Regions from separate parts of the Rattus norvegicus genome. Here region 1 is linked to region 2. The links are chromatin contacts, called in public Hi-C maps. All regions are on one chromosome and are shown on one strand. Each heading gives the region's core, a stretch centred on a gene start, on an enhancer-like site or on the middle of the called end of the contact. The rest is flanking DNA. Distances are from core to core; before and after follow the strand shown.

Evidence for each region. A called contact is a pair of places that touch in the nucleus more often than the background predicts.
Region 1: a contact with region 2 is called in a Hi-C map of the A7r5 cell line, with 6 times the contacts expected there. The contact joins two enhancer-like sites. A contact is called at or near these places in 8 of 12 Hi-C or Micro-C datasets (the A7r5 cell line, Schwann cells, hepatocytes and 3 more).

The regions. Positions count from the first base shown.
Region 1 is chr4:121,315,838-121,318,798 of GRCr8, forward strand. The region is part of intron 1 of Antxr1 (ANTXR cell adhesion molecule 1); the gene reads right to left. Among named protein-coding and RNA genes, the nearest start is that of Antxr1, 18 kb to the right of the region's middle. Within about 2 kb of position 1,439, at least 35 of the 93 cell types and tissues checked have an H3K27ac peak or open chromatin away from gene starts, as enhancers often do. A contact at or near this core is called in the A7r5 cell line and Schwann cells, where this site is marked.
Region 2 is chr4:121,113,027-121,115,855 of GRCr8, forward strand. No RefSeq gene overlaps it. Among named protein-coding and RNA genes, the nearest start is that of Gfpt1, 60 kb to the left of the region's middle. Within about 2 kb of position 1,300, at least 50 of the 93 cell types and tissues checked have an H3K27ac peak or open chromatin away from gene starts, as enhancers often do. A contact at or near this core is called in the A7r5 cell line and Schwann cells, where this site is marked.

The sequences.
Region 1 (2,961 bases), core at 189-2,688, 200 kb after region 2:
CAGCGTAACTGACCCTTGGGAGCTCAGACTTGTGGCCACTCTCACTTAAAGCCTAGAATCAGATTCCTGATCCCAACCGTGAGAAGCTCGGTGCTATCCGGGAAAATGGCAGCTTGTCTTCAAGTTCAGCTTTTCTCCACCCATTGTATGTTTTTAATCATATGACATATCTCATGTCACCTTTGTCTTTTTAAGGGTCAGCCATGTTGGATTAACCTAGCTATTTAAGCTGCAAGGTAGAATCTAGAATTTCCTTCTAAACCCAATATAAAAAGTACCAAAAGATGTTTGTTCCCATGGACATGGTAGGTTTGAGAGGTACTGAGACTAGCAAAGGGTCTCTTCTGGGGACTTTGTGTCTCTCTTCTGCAAGCACAGTTCTCTTCATAATTGGAATTAAAAAAGCCTCCCAGGAATCCTGCCTGGACCCAGCATTACAGAAATGTCTATTGGAAGATTCATGTGGTGCACTTGGGATCCAATTAGAGCCAAGGTCAATGTCCTCACCCAGAATCTACTGAAGTGGGTTTGTGAAAGGGCTTGCCACTCCCCAGGGAGGAAAGCCTCTGGTCTGCATTGTAAGCCCCTGCAGGTGATCACTGTGGAGAGCATTTTGTTTTTCTGCCTCCAGTACTTGAAATATGATTTTTTAAAAAATCAAGAAACATTTGATGTCACACTCTGTGAGGGATTCTGTATGGAGCAACCTGGCCTTGCCTTCGGGTGACAGTCCAGTCACTTCCGAGGGCCCGATGTGTACACAAAGAGGGGCAACAGCAGAATCAGAAATGTTACCCAATTGTTTTCTGAACAAAAGGACATTCTTTTCTGCTCCCGAGAGTCTCTAACCCTGTGGTTAAACGCCTTGAAAACACATCTGCTGTATGAGCAACCAGGGCACAGTGAAAAGGAAATACAGGCACATTCGGCTGGATCTGCCACCAGTGACTGCTAACCCCGGGAGGCCAAGGCAGCTAAGACAGAGATTACAAAATGGTCAGCCCCGCTCATCCTTAGCCACACCTGGTTAAGTCACTGATGCCAGTGGCCCTCTCGGGTCCTGGGTAGGTATGGATATGCTCAGTAGCTTCAGAGACACTGGGTGGACCCAAAATTAGCCCCAAGCTTCCTTGCCAGTGAGTGAGTACTCTCTCCCAGATTCTCTCCCCCCTCTTTTTCTCCTCTTCTCTTTCTACACCCTAACAAGTTGGAGCCCCATTTTGGCCCAGGCCTTTATCAACTGTTTTCTTGTGGGCACAGCCAAGCCTCCCTCCTGGACCTTGACTCTTGCTTCCACTTCAACTTCTCTAAACACTAGTTCAGATCCAAAGCCAATCTGAGCACCTCTCTTTGTCCCTTGTCTGGGGACACCATCCTGCTCCATCTGCTGCCGTGGAGCCTCCAGCAGCCATGATGTTTGAGTTCTCTCCTGCCACATGACTTCCCTTAGTCAGTCCAACTGATGGCTTTGAAAACAATGACGCTCGCACTGCAGAATGCAGTTAGAGAGTTGGGAAATTAGCTACTGGGAGATCGCCAATTTTTTTTCAAAGAAATGAAGCATAATAAGATTGAAAAACCAGAATGTGCTGCGGAAAGTAACAGAAAACAGTGCTTCAGGGGCTTCAGTAGGCTGTGCAAGTGAGCGGGCACTGGGTGAGGATATAAGGTGCACTCTTTTCTGTGACTCGTGATTCAAAAGGTATCTTAACCAAAGAGGTACTCCCTTCTCCACTCTGCCTTTCAAACACACACACACACACACACACACACACACACACACACACAGTTTTACACGCACGCACCATGTACACACGTACTCTCATACCACACATACACACACATGCACAAGCAAACACATGTACACACACTGCACATGCTCACATGCACTCACTCATGTACACAACCAGGAAAAGCTTACACACATTTTTTTGCATATCAATTACTGGTATTTTTGGTGCAAATTCAACAACAACAAAAATAGTGACATTGCTGTTAAGACAGAAAATGTTAAATTGTCTTAAAAGGCGCTCCTATGGCTGAACTTCATGACTCTGGGTCCATGTCTCGTGCTCTCAGGCTTCAGAGATGACCCCATGAGAGCTGCAGTGCATCTCCTGGAAGGCTAAAAAGGGATGGACCAATGTCACCCAAAGCTGCTATGCAAAATTGTCACTTGTGGGGAAATGACATAGACTGAGGGTCCAAGGACAGAATTTGAAAAAAGAGTGTCATCAAAACAGCTACTTCAGTGTGGGAAATGAAGGTATGGAGGACAAACAAAAGGTAGACCCTGAGGTGCTTCCCTCCTTAGGTGCTCAAACACGGCACCGCCCTCACTCCTGCGTACCGCAGTCAGACACCCCCCGCCGCCTCATACCCCTCCCCCCGCCAGCCACAGTCAGACTTGGGTACTACCCACTGCACAGCGACCTGCTTCCCGACTTTCCTCCAAGCTTGTGCACTCAGACCAGGGTCCTTGATCTCGTCACCTATGACCACATTTATGTCCTTATGTAACTGCCCACGCCATCTGTCACGCCTGCGTCTTCTCGTGCTGCTGAGTCAGACAGTAGTAGGATGTCTTCATTTTTCACACTGGCCAATTTCTGTTTCTCTTCACTTTCATAGCACCAAAGAGCCAAGCACTTCTGTACATCTCTTTTCACACATAATGGAGAAGACGCTGCGAATTTCTGCAGTGCGTTTCTTTTTGGCCATTGCACGGAAATTGACTCTCCATGTGTCCCTTGCTTAAGAAATGTGTGACAGACGCTAAAAAGGAGGCCTCATATTTGGTCTAAAGAGGGCAAGTGCCTCACCCCTTATATGGCCCCCACCTCACTGGGTCAGGCAGACAGTGGGGCATGGGAGGACGAAGGGTTTCATTATAGTTTTAATGTATGTAGTAAGCACGAAACTTTAGAAATACTTATCGTTCCTTTGGCTTTCTTGGTTAGC
Region 2 (2,829 bases), core at 50-2,549:
TCCCGTCCTTTAGAGGGTTGGACCATGGAGCGCAATGTGGCAAACACTGAAGTGGGACACACAGTAGGAAAATAATCTGCTGTCAATTTACTTTTCTCTTGGAGCCGAGCAGCCCTTTCCTCTGCTGGATCCCAGCTCCTCTCTGCCCCATCCGATGGAGCCATCCAGAGGGCGGCTGCCGCTCTTACACTCTTTAGTGGTGTAAGAAAAGGGAATCGCTGCTTGGGGCAAAGGGTAAAGACGTGCATCCAACATGGCTGTCTAGAAGATTCCAGACTTCACGGGCAGTTGTGTGTAGGGGACATAGTCTTAAGAGGAGTCACCATATCCTGGCCATTGGATGGGTGCTGGGTTCTCTTCATGGTAGGGGCATTCGAGTATAGTTTAAGTTGACCACTGAAAAAGTGCCAGCATGACAGAGGGCACAGAGCGTGACACACGGAGATGGGAAGTACTTTTTGGGGCTGCTTCACACATCGTCAAAGGCTTGGCTTCTGGAGGTCTCAGTGGGAGAAACAGGACATTGATGTGGATAGGCCACACTGGCCCTGGAAAGTAGATTTTTGTCAATACCACATCTACTCACCCTCCCTGCCTGCTCCCCGGGGTTCTCAGAAGCATGTGTAGGAGGCTCACAGCCTTTGTGAGCAGATGTGGAAAAGACTGAGAGGGGAAAGGGGTCACTGTGGGTCACATGATGATGCTATTTCTTTGACCATGAGAGCTTGTAAGGTCCAAGGAAACTTGGGCTACATAAAATAAAAAGCATTTTAAAAAGGAGAGGCATACTGTAACTGGCAGACAGAATGTGTCTTTGTGTGTGTTTGTGTGTGTGTGTGTGTGTGTGTGTGTGTGAGAAATAACTTTCATTTAGAAATTTTGGCGGTTGTTGTCACTGCTTCCCTAGGACTTTTAAAATGATATTTTCTAGGCTTGGAAAGTGGGCAGGCAAATCATGGAATTTTGGCTTCAATGATTCTAGAATGTAGGCAAGCAGAGGGAGAGACAGCCATAATTTGGCTTTGAGGCTTCTATGGGTTGCAGAGCAAACCAAGCAATGTTACCATGGCAACACTTCTACTGTTTATAAAAACAAAGTTTTTTTCTCTGACAAGCATACTTCATATTTAATAAACCTCAGTCCGCAGGGCCCTCTTCATGCCATTTTAACTTGGGAAGAATTTTATTATTGCAATTGCTTTCCGACACCAAAACACTTGGAACTAGAGTGTTAAGCACTGATATCTAGAAGGGTAGAGTAAGAGGCACTTGGTGGGGGTGGGGCAGGCGATGGCCAAGCAGCATGAAAGCACAAAGCAGGCCTTTCACAGAACGGGAGTCTGCTGGGCTGGCCCCCAAGAGAGCATTCAGAAATAGAGATTTCTCCTTCAATTCTGTTGATATTCTAGTCACAACCTGTATTCTACTCACCCATCCTTCTCCCCCGGGCCCTGCGGCCTTCATGGGTCACTGTCTAGACATGTACCCCCTCCCCATCTTAAGCCCTGTCTGGTTATCTGTGAAGTCTTAAATACTGATGTGTGAGAGGCCTCGATATAATTCTCTAACTGAACTGAAGCAGAGGGGCTGTGAGACGGGCTCTTGTAGCTGAAAAGGGTTTATTTTTGGATCATATAGCTGGAGAAGGCAAAGGAAGATCCAGGGGCCAGTGGATCCTCCTTCAGCATCCACAAATCCAGAGAGCCCCAGATTCTGCCCCAGCGGACAGCATTACTACTTCCATCTCCAATCTCTAGAAGGACAGTTCTCCTATGCCAGTTCTGCGGATAGGGGCCTCATATGCTGGGTGAGTAAGTGCCCTGCCTGTAAACTATACATTCCAGCTTACAAGGTTTAGAAATTTAGGTTCTGAAGAAGGTGCTTTTGGGCATCCTTTACCTGGGAACTTAGAAAGTGGCCAGAAACATCAGTAGCTGGAGTATTTGCATTTAGTCCAGAAGCTGGGAGTAGCCTATGCTCTCCCAAGGTCTTTCTTTCTGTCTTCTGGGGTCCCTAGGCCCTTGGGAAGTTGCGAGGGCCCATTTCTAAGCTCAGGCACTGCATTATCCACAGAGGCCACTTCTGGGGTCACAGTCCTTTAGGGAAGACAGGACTGGAATACCGTGCTGTCACTCATTGCTTTTCTCATATATGGTCAATCAACACTTTATTAATAACTGGAAAGACTGTTGCTTTGAAATGTCAAAACAGATCACCATTATAAATCTTACAGGTATGTTAGTCCAAGTGGCCAAACTGAGAACCACACAGGAGCAGCTTGCCTGAGGGTCTAAGGCACCTCCCAGGAAGGTGTTGCCTATAGGAAGTGAGTGCTGGTACCTGTTGTCCAGCCACTGTCACAGTGTGAGGAAAGCTCAGTAATGGAGACTGTGACAGTGTTGCTCAGACCTGAGCTCTAGAAAAGAAGGGGCAAAGATGGGAGACCACTCCAACACCCCTGGTTGGATCACACCGGAGGCTTCGGCAACCACAGTTCTTCAGGTGGGGCGGACCCAGAAAAAGGCTTTGATTTTCAGGTGTTCTTGGGGCCCTCTTGCTTCCACTGCCCAGGGAGTATGGCCCTGAAGAGGGTTTCAGGAAAGGACTGCTTGGAGTATCTTTCACAGCAGGTTGGCCAGCAGGGGGCAGCAAGCTACCAGTCCCGGAAAACACGGAGGGGGACAGAGCTCCCTGACCTCAGTGGGAAGCACCCCATGAAACAGATGGGGTGCCTGGACCACCCAGGGCAGGAAGACCCGCCTTGAAGGAACCCTGCCCAGCATCAGGGACTGCAGACCCGGCTAAGAACACAACCTGCACCCGGGGCCC